3 separate regions of the Zea mays genome follow, and regions 2 and 3 are each linked to region 1. Evidence: chromatin contacts called from public Hi-C data. All regions are on one chromosome and are shown on one strand. Each heading gives the region's core, a stretch centred on a gene start, on an enhancer-like site or on the middle of the called end of the contact. The rest is flanking DNA. Distances are from core to core; before and after follow the strand shown.

Region 1 (3,872 bases), core at 511-3,010:
TTGAAATACAAAATATCGTACATAGTGAGGTTTTTAATATGTTCTACACTTAGCCAAAACAAACTAAAGGTTCAGACCCTAATCACTAGCACATGGTATGCCAATCTATGCAAGTCCAAACGAAGCCTAGAATCCCAGATTTGCACACTTTTATTGCTTTCTAAAAGAAAAATAGTACAGGTACAACAATAATGGGTGTAATCAGCACATTTTTCATGCTTCCCAAAATTTGCACTAACAAAGTAACAAGTAGTGAATAGAGATACAAACATACCAGAAACTATGAGTGGAAGTTGTAAACTATAAGCTGTGGGCAGAAGTCTTACACAAGGTCTTGCTCTAACTTTTCTGCTATTGTAGATCATGGTCAAAAGTGGATCTTCAAACAATCAGAAGATTACTCGGTTCACTGTGGTATGCAAGCTAGTTGGGCATCAGTCCTAATGATTCATATGGGACTCAAACCATTGGAAGACTTCAGTATTCTTCAGGCTGGTGAACTCATGGTACGCATAGGCAACATTGAGCTCCTCGGTGACATGCCTCTCCAGACCGAACCGCTCAGGCAGCACCTTGGCCTCCTCAGCCGCCTCCTTCCACGGCGTTCTCCTCCCGTCCTTCTTCAGCATCCCCTTCTCATCCACGAATCCCTTCCGCCGAAGCATGTCCACCAGCGCGTTGGCGAAGGCCCAGGTCAGCCCCGGCACCCTCTCCGCCAGGAACTCCGCGCTCACGGCGAAGTCATCGCACTGGATCTCCCGCACGTCGACGTGCTTCTCCCTGAGTTTGTCCATGCTTTCCGCAACCAACCGCGCCCTTTCGGTGTCCTTGGGCATATGCACAAACAGCGCCGGCGGATACCCGGTGGGGATCTCGGCCATGGTCCCGTACATGCCCTCCGCGATCATGACGGTCACGCTGCTGAACTTAACCCTGGCCGCGAGCGCGGAGAGGAAGTACCCGCCCGAGGACGCGCCGATGCCGAAGAGTGGGAGGCCCGCGAGCTGAGGGTACTTCTCTGTGGTCCACCACTTGATGATGGACTGGACGGCGGCGAGCTCGCTGCCGTCCTCCCCGCCGCCGGCGTCGTCGAGGGACCAGCACTTGGCGCGGCTGGAGACGGCGAGGACGGCGTACCCGCGGCTGAGCGCGGCGCGGGTGAAACGGCGCTCCTCGGGAAGCCCCGTGCAGCGCGGGCAGCCCGGGGAGGCGTCGAAGAAGTCGGTGGCGCGGATGGTGCACCCGGGCGCCGCGAACAACGCGGCTCGCAGTGGGGACGACGGGGGCGGTAGCTGCCACAGCACCTCGTTGCCGTTCCTTCGGGTGACGCTAGCGTCCAAGCGGACGGCGTCCGCGTCGGTGACAGTGGTCAGCGCCGCCGCCGGCGCCGCCGGAGGAGCGCGCGGAAGGAGTAGCGCGGTGGCGAGGAGGAGCAGCGCGCACGTCGAGGCGATCAGCACCGCGGGCCGGAGGGACTGCGGAATCCCAGCGAGGATGGCGTGCATTTCGCGTGTCATGGAAGGGGATCGGGCAACTGGAGATCCCAATCCCAGAGAGATTTGGGCATCAGAGGGAAGGCGAGTTTGACTTGTCACACTTCAGTGCAGAGATCGCCGTTGACTTGGCTATAGAGATGAACCAGGCCCATGTACAAATGTGGGCCGCGCCTCTAGATCTTATTGGGCTTTCTGTCGCTTCATCACCCGGCTTGGCAAGAGGATCAGTGCTGGCTGCTGCTGCTTCATTCATCCTCGTCTTGTGTTTGTTGCAAGTCGCAAAGGTTTGCGCCGCCTGCCGGGCGTCGTCGGCTCATCGCCGTCGGCGGTAGGCTTCTGCCTCCCCCGTCTCGATACCTCTCCTTCGGCGAAGACTCGCAGGGAGGTCCCCACTTCATCACCTCCGTTTCCTACCGGAAAAGGCAACTTCTGTCGGCCATCTCAGGTAGCTCACCAGGCCTCCACGATCTCAAGTTCGCAACCACCAAATCCGCCCTCCTGCTTCCGGTTGGGGATGTTTGAACTACTGCTTGATTCGCTTTAGTTTTGTCTGCTTATTCATCACTAGTCACCGTATTGCTAGGTTGCATCTTAAAACTTTTCACCTGTGCTTACTTTAGGAATGACCGAAATCCCTGATAGCATCCTAGTAACACTGCTTATTTTCAGTTTCAGCCTGACTTTTCTTTTCAAAACTGCACTTGTTCTTTGAACATGCATATTTTGCCTGCAACCCTTCATTTTAAATCTGTTTTTTTCTTCGTTGCCAGTACTTTTTTTGGAAGATGGATCCAGAAGACTCTAGTGACTTTGAAGAGGAGGACGACGAAGAAGAAGATGATGACTTAATGATATTCATATTGCCAGCGCTATATCTAGCATCTACTGGAATTGGAACTCTGGATCAAACATCTATGGTTAGTGATGGTACTGCGATTGAAACTCCAAGTCAAGTATCAAAGTTTAACGATGCAGAAAGGATTTGTAAAGTGCTTGAAGATGACAGAGGCCAAGGCTATGATAAACTTCGTGTGGAGCCCCATGTTCTCCTCGAACTTTCACGCTATCTGAGGTCAAATGATCTTTTGAAAAATACCAGAGGTGTTTCTGTAGAAGAGAAAATTGGCATGTTTATTTACATGCTATCCCGAAATGCTAGTTTTCAGAAACTAAGTGACAGATTCAAGTACAGTACAGAAACTATTCACAGGCATATCAAAGCATGCTTTGATGCAGTCACACCAATGACTGGTGAATTCGTCAGGCCACCTTCAATTCAAGCCCACCGGAAAATATCATCTGATACACGTTATGGGCCTTACTTTGAGGTCAGTGTAACTTTTGGTGATATAAACTAAGATTTTCTGCCCTTTTCTGTTACCTTGAGGACTTATTTTCCCTTGCAGAACTGTATTGGAGCAATTGATGGAATCCATGTCCCTATGACAATATCGGACAGTGAAGCAGCTCCATACCGAAATAGACAAGAATCCCTTTCCCAAAACGTGATGCTTGCTTGTGATTTTGATTTGAATTTTGTCCATGTTTCTTGTAGCCGAGAAGGGTCTGCATCTGACGCAGCAGTCTTATACTCTGCTATAGAATATGGATTTGAAGTCCCAAGAGGAAAGTTCTACCTGGTTGATGGGGGTTATGCGAACACGCCATCTTTTCTTGCTCCTTTTAGTGAAGTTTCTTACCATGCTGAAGAGCAAGATGAGAGCAATTTCCAACCAATAGACTATAGGGAGCTTTTCAATCTTCGCCATGCACAGCTGTACAGACATATCAAGCGTGCTGTAGGCCTACTGAAGATGCGGTTTCCAATTCTAAATGTCGCAACATCATACCGAAAAGACACTCAACTGAAAATTCCTTCAGCGGCAGTTGTTATGCATAACATAATTCAGAGACAAGGAGGTAGTGAAGAGTTGTTATGTGAGCAAACAATTCCATTTGCGTCCCGTAAAACAGTGAATCTTCCTAGTGGTGATGACACGTATGGTTATGATGTTTCAGCTTTCAACAGTGAATGCGACATGGGTAATGCTTTGAGAGATGGTATTGCACTGAGGATGTGGGCAGATTATGAAAGTAGTATGTATGTCTGATTTCAGAATAGAACAGGCTGGCCTTAAAGAATATTGAGGCAAGTAGAGGACAGCTTACTTTTATGCTGCACATAGGTGTTTGTCGTTGCATGCTGCATATGCTTTTTACGACATCCAGATCCTTGCTTTTGATGCATTTCAGATGTGATTATTCAAGTTTTCAACCAGTAATGTTTTGCAGTTTGTACCGAGTTGATTCCCACCTTAAGTTGGCTGCTTCATATCCTGCATCTGTTAACCAAACTAGATGTCTGAAATATATGTA
Region 2 (3,872 bases), core at 507-3,006, 340 kb after region 1:
CAAGAGGCGCATGCGACATCGGCTCCTCGGAGGCGCACACCCCAGAGTGGCGCACGCTGGTGTCCCACCTCCCGCGGCGACGCCGACCTTCCCAAGGCGTGAGCGACGACGTGGACTTCCCTAGGCGCGAGCAGTGGCGGATCGACGTCGCTATTTTTATGCTATTTTGTATACATATTTATGCCAACATCAATAGTTTTTATGATACATTGTCAGTTCATGGCTCTCCTTCCATCTTTTGTTTGTTCATGATATTTCTATTCAGATTTTATGTAATTGTTTGTTGATTTTTATGTAGTGTACCGTAATACATAAATACCTTCGACTTATAGCATAATTAGTATCAGTATATATCATAAATTGTTCTAACGAGCATAGCTGCATGGCTGTTGGAGAGATCCTACATTTATGTATGAAATAAAGCATTGAAAATCAGTTTTTTATTTCCATGCATGTCAATCCATTTCCTTTTAACTCACATTCTTTTCATCCTAAATTTGTGCGTGCAACAAAAAAAACAGATTTTGTACACAGTGTACCACAGTGGATAAATACTTCACCGTGTAATATAATTAGTATCAGTATATATCATAAACTGGTTCTAACGAGCCTAAATGCACGTCTGTTGGAGAGATCTTATATTTATGGAGGAAATTAAGCATTTAAATTATATTTTTTTGTTTCCATGAATGCCAATCCATTTCCTTTCAGCATGAATATGCCATATATTCAGCAGAAAGTCTAATGGACAGAAAATCAACCGTTACAAAATACAGACTTTCCCACATTTGCACGGGAATGTATGAAATCATGGCATCCATCTAAATCACACCAGCTGCAAGCGATAATACTTGTCAGGAAACAAACTACATGGAAGAACTGTCTTCGACCACCATCCACTCCATCAATATGCAATTCTCTGGTGGGATAAGTATAATAGACTGAAAGTATAGATAGCCATACTTCTCATATGTGCAAAGCTTGGGACTGATAAATGATTTTACGATCCAAAAGATGGACAAATGCACGAACATATAAACAGAACATATACAATTCGAATAAATGATTTTAAGTACTAGCTTTCACTGCAGAAGACTTCCATACTAATATCGAAGCCACTACATCTAGGTCTTGCTAGACAATCGACATCTGGCCTATCCTTCAAAAATCGACATCTGGCCTTATCTGCGCAATCTGAAACCTAAACGACGCCAACAGATCCATATCCTCTGCCGGGCAGAGGCGGTCGCCCGGCGCCACGACCGCTCCCTGCCTCCTCCGCGGCCACGGCCGCCTCTGCCTCCGCGGCCTTGCGCGCCTCCGCGACGCGCTCCTCGATCTCGTCTTCGGTGTAGCCGTGCTCCTCGAGCGCGTCCCTGAGCACGAGCAGCTTGACCTCGACTTGCCGCTTGCGGTCGTGCTCGAGGATCTCCTTGTTGGGCTTGCGCATCCCGCCGCCATCCGCGCCGGCGGCTTCGAGGGGCAGCGGCCTGTGGCGTCCGCCCGGACCCCAGCCGGATGTGGAGCGGGGCTTGACGAGGAACTTGTTGCTCTGCGCGTACCCGTTGGTGCCCGACCCCCGCGCGGTCTGCAGCCCGATGCCGTTGTACATCGCGGCCGGCGGGCGAGGAGAGGCCGGATGTATCGGCGGCGGCGGCGCAAACTAGGGCTTCGTGCTCGCGCGTTAGGTCCGCAGTCCGGACGGGGTGAGGTGAGAAGCGAGGGACGAGCCGGTTGGGTTATATTCTGAATCGTGACTCCGAGTCCGTAGCCCCGGCCCCGGGTAGAGATGGCAACGGAAATTCCGGTTCGGATCACTGTTCGCGCGAGGCCGCGAGGGTCACGTGAGAGTATTTTCTCTCATCTCCGGCACGTTGAGGAATTTATCTCCATGAGAATATATTTCTGTTAGAAATTGTAATATTTGAGGTATGTTCGGTTTATCTTTCTGAACCAAATTTGCAGTTAAAAATTTAGAACTCCAACCAAACAGATGCAACGGTACAATAGATTTCTAAACATATATGAATTCCCTAGATTTTCTATATTATTGTTATTCATGTTACCAAAATATCATACTCTGAAAATTCTATAATTGATATTTGTTTTAAGGTTTGTTTGGTTCAGCATCATGAACCAGATTCGTTACCTAAAATTTGTAATCTCAACCAAATAGTTACAATCAGTGGTAGACTCAGCTTCCGAGCAGAACGAGCGAGCATCCGGGCTTGTGCTAGTGAAAACGAGTGTGACTCGAATAGTTTATATGTATGTCCCTCGTCCCTTCATAAGACTATGTGCAGCGCTTTCTACGAGCGCCCCCTCCCCTACACTTGTATGCGTTTATTGTCCCCCTGCCGTTGCAACGGCAAACACTAAACCCTTACCTCCGCTACAGTGTAAGGGGAACGAACAATACTTTGCCAAATGTGGAGGCGTGGCAGGCAACCCCTAGCCTCGATTTTCGTGCATGCTAATATTTTTTGTTGAGGAAAACTTGTTAATGGATGATGAATATGTATGTAAAATAATATTTTATAGTTGTAGTGAGGTATAGGAAAATAATTTAGGAGAAAACGTTGCGGGAGGAAGAAAAGTAGGGGTGAAATCTGGGTGACATGGTGCAAAAGTGGAATGTAGAGGGCGAAATTTAGGGGTAACCGTTGAAGAGAGTTTAAGTAACTTGGCACTCGTACGCAGCATAGTATACCTGCATTGGATTTGAACGCTAAGCTTAGGGCACCGTAAAATACTAATACTTGAGCAAACAGTGACTAAGAGCACCATGCCTTCACCATCGACCAGACGATGTTGTTGTACTCATGTACTCTCCCTGTCCCAAATTAAAGTTTGTTTTAACCTTTTTTTGTGGATTCATACAATAATTGAAGTATGTCTTCTGTATGTCTCTAGATTCATCATCATTCATTTGAATATAAACATAAAAACTAACAGTTAAAGCGAATATTTATTACTTCCTCTATCCCAAAATATAGTTATTTCTATCCCTCTTTTTCCCACATTCAAATAAGTGATAATAAATGTAGACATATATACAAACTATATTTATAGGTTAACTAATGAATGCTGGTTTAATATAAAACAAATTATATTTTGGAATAGAGGGATTATTATCCAATTCAATGGAGCTTAGACTACCTTCAATGGTTTACTCTATGTTCCCCTATATCTCACTCACGTGCCACGTCATCAACTTCTCTCTCTCTATGTCTTCCTTTACGTCGTGTCCTTTATATCAAACCTTTATACCCACCATACTACTATTAAAACATTTCTCTTCGACTAACTCAACTAACATCTATTTTATTTTATTTTTCTTTTAGCTTTGTACATTGCTCGGTCGGCTGTACACATTTTGCAAGATGCGTTGTCATTAATTAAAATAAGTGTAAATTTGTGTTGGCGTCGATCTAGACGCCAATCACTGGGGGTGTACTGTCTGGCGGTGCCCTCTGCGGTGGAGCGAACGGTCCGCGACTGTGATCTCTCGGTCCTAGATTCGATCTACACTCAATCTCGCGTAGATAGCTCAAACGAACTGAGATTTGTGGTTTTTAAAGTCTGTCACAAGTTTTTTGGTCCGATTTGAATGAGCAACGATTCAGGCAACCCCTTTGTCCAATCCCAATGTCAATGTAGGTGTTGTGTTGCTCAGAGAAGAAATCTTTTGGTCTTTAGATAGTCATGTGCTTGCTACATCTATTTGTTTATTAATTATTACTCTAATATTGTTACACAAATCCTTATTTAAAAGCAAGCCAAAATGGTGGAAGGTGTTCATTCTAGCTCCCAAACAATGGGGTCGTATGAGAGTTTGGTGGATTGGTTTCTTCCAAATTGGTGTTGTTGAT
Region 3 (3,872 bases), core at 969-3,468, 260 kb before region 1:
CTTTCTTTCTTTTTTTTTTTTGATTGTACAGATTTATTAAAAACAGAACAGTTATTTCACAAAGGAATATAGGAACAGAACCAGAAACATGCTCTGCAAAGGATCAGACTTCACGCGTGCATATGTTGATTGTGCACAGATTTATTAACATGGATTAAGGCATACAGCATGCATGCTAGATACCAGCAATTCTGGATTTTCATCACTTTCAATTCTCATTCAAATCAAGCCTAAAATTGAATAAAATGAAATTGTTAGTCACTTCAGAATTTGACACATTGGTCAGTTAAATTTAATCTTGTATCTACAGCCATTTCCCACCATAAAAAGACAACGAAAATGTGCGATATCTAAATCTCAACGTCTCCAGTATCCCTTCCACCAGGGATTGTAAAGCCAATCCCTATCAAATTCCATACAACAATCACTATCAGGCTCCACACAAGAGAGAGAAAGGGACAGGTGATGTTACAGCCAAGGCAACCAGGTGTGAATGTGTGATCACACTAAACCAACAGCCTCATGTTTGACTAACATGTACACCCATCTAGGAAATGGAAAACTAGTTCCGGACTACTGGGCCACAGAAATCCATGACTAACACTGAGCCAATTATAACTAATCTTTTCCCTGTATGCTATTGTAAAAGTTTGCAATTCCACGTATGTCATTAAAAAAAGTTGAATGGCCACTGGTTCGAACTTGTTTGCCCTCCACAACACTCCCATTAGATTTGGCTCTAACAGCAAACTGCGGTGAAAAAAATCCAAAATACCCTTGAATGTGCGATTATTTTTTAACATTTTAACGATCACAAATGAAAAAACTCAAAACTAGAAAGTTGTAGATCTCGTCGAAAAAATATCTTCATTTTACTTGTAGATATGGTTTTCATATAAAAAAGTTGTAGAAAAATTGGCGCCAAGCTAAAGACAAAGGGGGTGTTTGGTTTGAAGAGTCGATCCATTTTATATGAGATGGTGCATCATGAGTTATTCCACATTGGTTATGAGGAATGAAATGGTGATGGATCAAGTCATACCATTCTACAAACCAAACAAAAAAGTAAGGAGTGTGAAAATGATGGGCTATATCATTTCCTCAAACCAAACACGCTAAAAGTGTAGCATGTGATAAAGGTCAGCGCAGGTCTTCAGCCTATCTCTTATAGACCGGCTAACAGGTGACCATGCAAGTAGCCAAGTAGGGATGAAAACGGTACGAGAGAGTCCCGTACTGTCCCGTTTCAAATATCGTTTTTTCCCGTTCGTTTTCGAATTGTTTGGGAACCGATTAGAAACGGTACGGAAACAATTTGGCTACTTTTCCGATCGTTTTCGTATTTTCCGTCTTTGAGTCGTGATGTTACCGTTTTTATATAATATGAGATAGAACTAGCGTATAATTTATGTAAGTTACAGACTTTTATTGTTCAAGTGAATGAAGAAGAGAAAAACAAAAAGTTATAATTACTCTGAATAATATGAATGATGAAGAAGAGTTATTTGTTATTGTAATATCTTAAAAATTAGGCAATATGTCACTTTATTACGTATTTGTGGAAACTACAAAATATTTATCTTTCCGATTAGAGTTTATCGTTTTCAAATAACCGTCATACCGTACTCGACCGTTGGTTTTTCGTTTTCGTTTTCGTCCCGTTAAGAAAATATGAAAACAAAATCATTTCAGATGTTTTTTTGGATCGTTTTCGACCGTTTTCATCCCTACAAGCAAGCTTAACTACAATACACTAGACGGCCTAACCTTATCCAAGGTCCAGCTCTAAATTTTGACCATCGAGCGTTGGTGCCCTCTATCTGCGCAGCCACCGACAATTCATATGAGCTGCCCATTGAAACCCGTATTCACGCAAAAGTCAAACCCCAGCGGCGTTGACAAATGACAAAGACCAACGCCGCAAAGACAGCATTGCCCGCTGCCATCATCCACTCGCTCTCAGCATCAATCCTGGACCGGTAACGGAGCACGTCGCCCATCGATCGAGCGCGCAGCAACGTCCACATTCGAAGGGCGGAGAGAATGGAAGAACTGACCTGTGGCTCGAGCGGCGAGGCTCGCCGCGTGATCCCCGGAGGGAACCCAATCCGGCGCCGCGGGATACGAGGGCACCTTGGTGCGTCGCGAGCGAGGCGGCCGGGATGGTGCGGTGGTGGGAGCGCGGCGAGGCGAGATCGAGGCGTGTGACTGAGGCGAAGGAGGTGGGCAAGGGGATCTCGTGATGTGATTAATTAGCGCAGGTGGGGGAGCGGGGGTTGCTTGCTTTTAATTGTGGGGTTAGGGATTCGTTCACGAGGCGCGCGAGATGCGAGAACGACTTGCTGCCTCCTCTGGGCTCTGGCGTAGAACGGGCGAATGGCCAAGGAGCCTGATACCGGACGAGAGAGGCTGCCCGTGGGGACCAGTCGGCCTTATGGGCCAGGCCAGGCCTGGATTTGATACGAAGGACACTGGACTGCTTAGCGCGAGAGCCGCTGAGAGAAATTTTGGCCTTATTTTCATAAGCAGCCAGCACGTTGTCCAGGTAGTTAAAAATTAGTATAAAACATAAATAAAAAACTACAAATATCACTATAATATGTAAAATTCATATGACAAAATATTATTATAACACTAATATTATATAGCCAATACAAATATATATTATTATTGTAAATACGCTAACTTAAATAGAATGAACTGATGATGAACAAACATTATAATATTGTCGGGGACCATAATTAGGGGTACCCTCAAGACGCCTAATTCTCAGCTGGTAACCCCCATCAGCATAAAGCTGCAAAGGCCTGATGGGTACGATTAAGTCAGGGATCAGTCCACACGAGTAACCCGATCACGCTTCACCCGAGCCTAGCCTCGGCCAAGGGCAGCCGACCTCGAGAGACTTCCGTCTCGCCCGAGGCCCCCTTTTTATGGCGGACACATCACCGGCTCGCCCGAGGCCTTGGCTTCGCTCAGAAGCAACCTTGACTAAATCGCCACACCGACTGACCAAATTGCAGGGGCATTTAACGCAAAGGTGGCCTGACACCTTTATCCTGACACGCGCCCCCGGCAGAGCCGAAGTGACCGCCGTCACTCCACCGCTCCACTAACCAGTCTGACAGAGGGACAGCGCCGCCTGCGCCACTCCGACTGCAGCGCCACTCGACAGAGTGAGTCTGACCGGCAGTCAGGTCTTGACAAAGGCGCCACGGCGAACTCCGATCCGCCCGACCCCAGGGCTCGGACTCGGGCTAAGACCCGGAAGACGGCGAACTCCGCTCCGCCCGACCCCAGGGCTCGGACTCGGGCTAAGACCCGGAAGACGGCGAACTCCGCTCCGCCCGACCCAGGGCTCGGACTCGGGCTAAGACCCGGAAGACGACGAAACTCCGCTTCGCCCGACCCCAGGGCTCGGACTCCGCCCTGGCCTCGGCCGAACGACTTCCGCCTCGCCCGACCCCATGGCTCGGGCTCGGCCACGGCAACGGAAGGCAGACTCAACCTCGGCTTCGGAGGAACCCCCACGTCGCCCTGCCTAGGGCACAGACCGCCACGTCAACAGGAAGCGTCATCATCATCCTACCCCGAATCGACTCGGGTCACGGAGAACAAGACCGGCGTCCCATCCGGCCAGCTCCGCCGGAGGGGCAATGATAGTGCTCCACAAGCTCTATGACGACGGCGGCCCCCAGCTCTCTTACGGAAGCAGAACGACGTCAGCAGGGACTCGACCGCTCCAACAGCTGTCCCTCCGCCAGGCTCCGCCGCACCTCCGGCAGCCACGACATCACGCCAGCAGGGTGCCCAGATCTCTCCGGCTGCCACATTGGCATGTACCTAGGGCGCTAGCTCTCCCTCCGCTAGAC

The links. Hi-C and Micro-C count contacts between places; a contact is called where the count stands out from the background.
Region 2: a contact with region 1 is called in a Hi-C map of leaf, with 6 times the contacts expected there. The contact joins the promoter of LOC103654772 here to the promoter of LOC100216798 in region 1. A contact is called at or near these places in 2 of 25 Hi-C or Micro-C datasets (leaf and tassel).
Region 3: a Hi-C map of leaf shows a contact between it and region 1, with 5 times the contacts expected there. The contact joins the promoter of LOC100286329 here to the promoter of LOC100216798 in region 1. A contact is called at or near these places in 5 of 25 Hi-C or Micro-C datasets (ear, endosperm and leaf).

What each region holds. Positions count from the first base shown.
Region 1 is chr4:236,444,113-236,447,984 of Zm-B73-REFERENCE-NAM-5.0, forward strand. It overlaps LOC100216798, which reads left to right and starts at 1,761. Exons shown (of 3, transcript NM_001143197.1): 1 at 1,761-1,941; 2 at 2,267-2,824; 3 at 2,903-3,872. The coding sequence starts at 2,282. The coding sequence ends at 3,607. It overlaps LOC103654760, which reads right to left and starts at 1,820. Exons shown (of 1, transcript XM_008681578.3): 1 at 123-1,820. The coding sequence starts at 1,517. The coding sequence ends at 441.
Region 2 is chr4:236,784,012-236,787,883 of Zm-B73-REFERENCE-NAM-5.0, forward strand. It overlaps LOC103654772 (pre-mRNA-splicing factor CWC21), which reads right to left and starts at 1,757. Exons shown (of 1, transcript XM_008681589.4): 1 at 982-1,757. The coding sequence starts at 1,612. The coding sequence ends at 1,202.
Region 3 is chr4:236,180,477-236,184,348 of Zm-B73-REFERENCE-NAM-5.0, forward strand. LOC100286329 (ATP binding protein) reads right to left here and starts at 2,219. Exons shown (of 17, transcript NM_001159216.1): 1 at 2,058-2,219.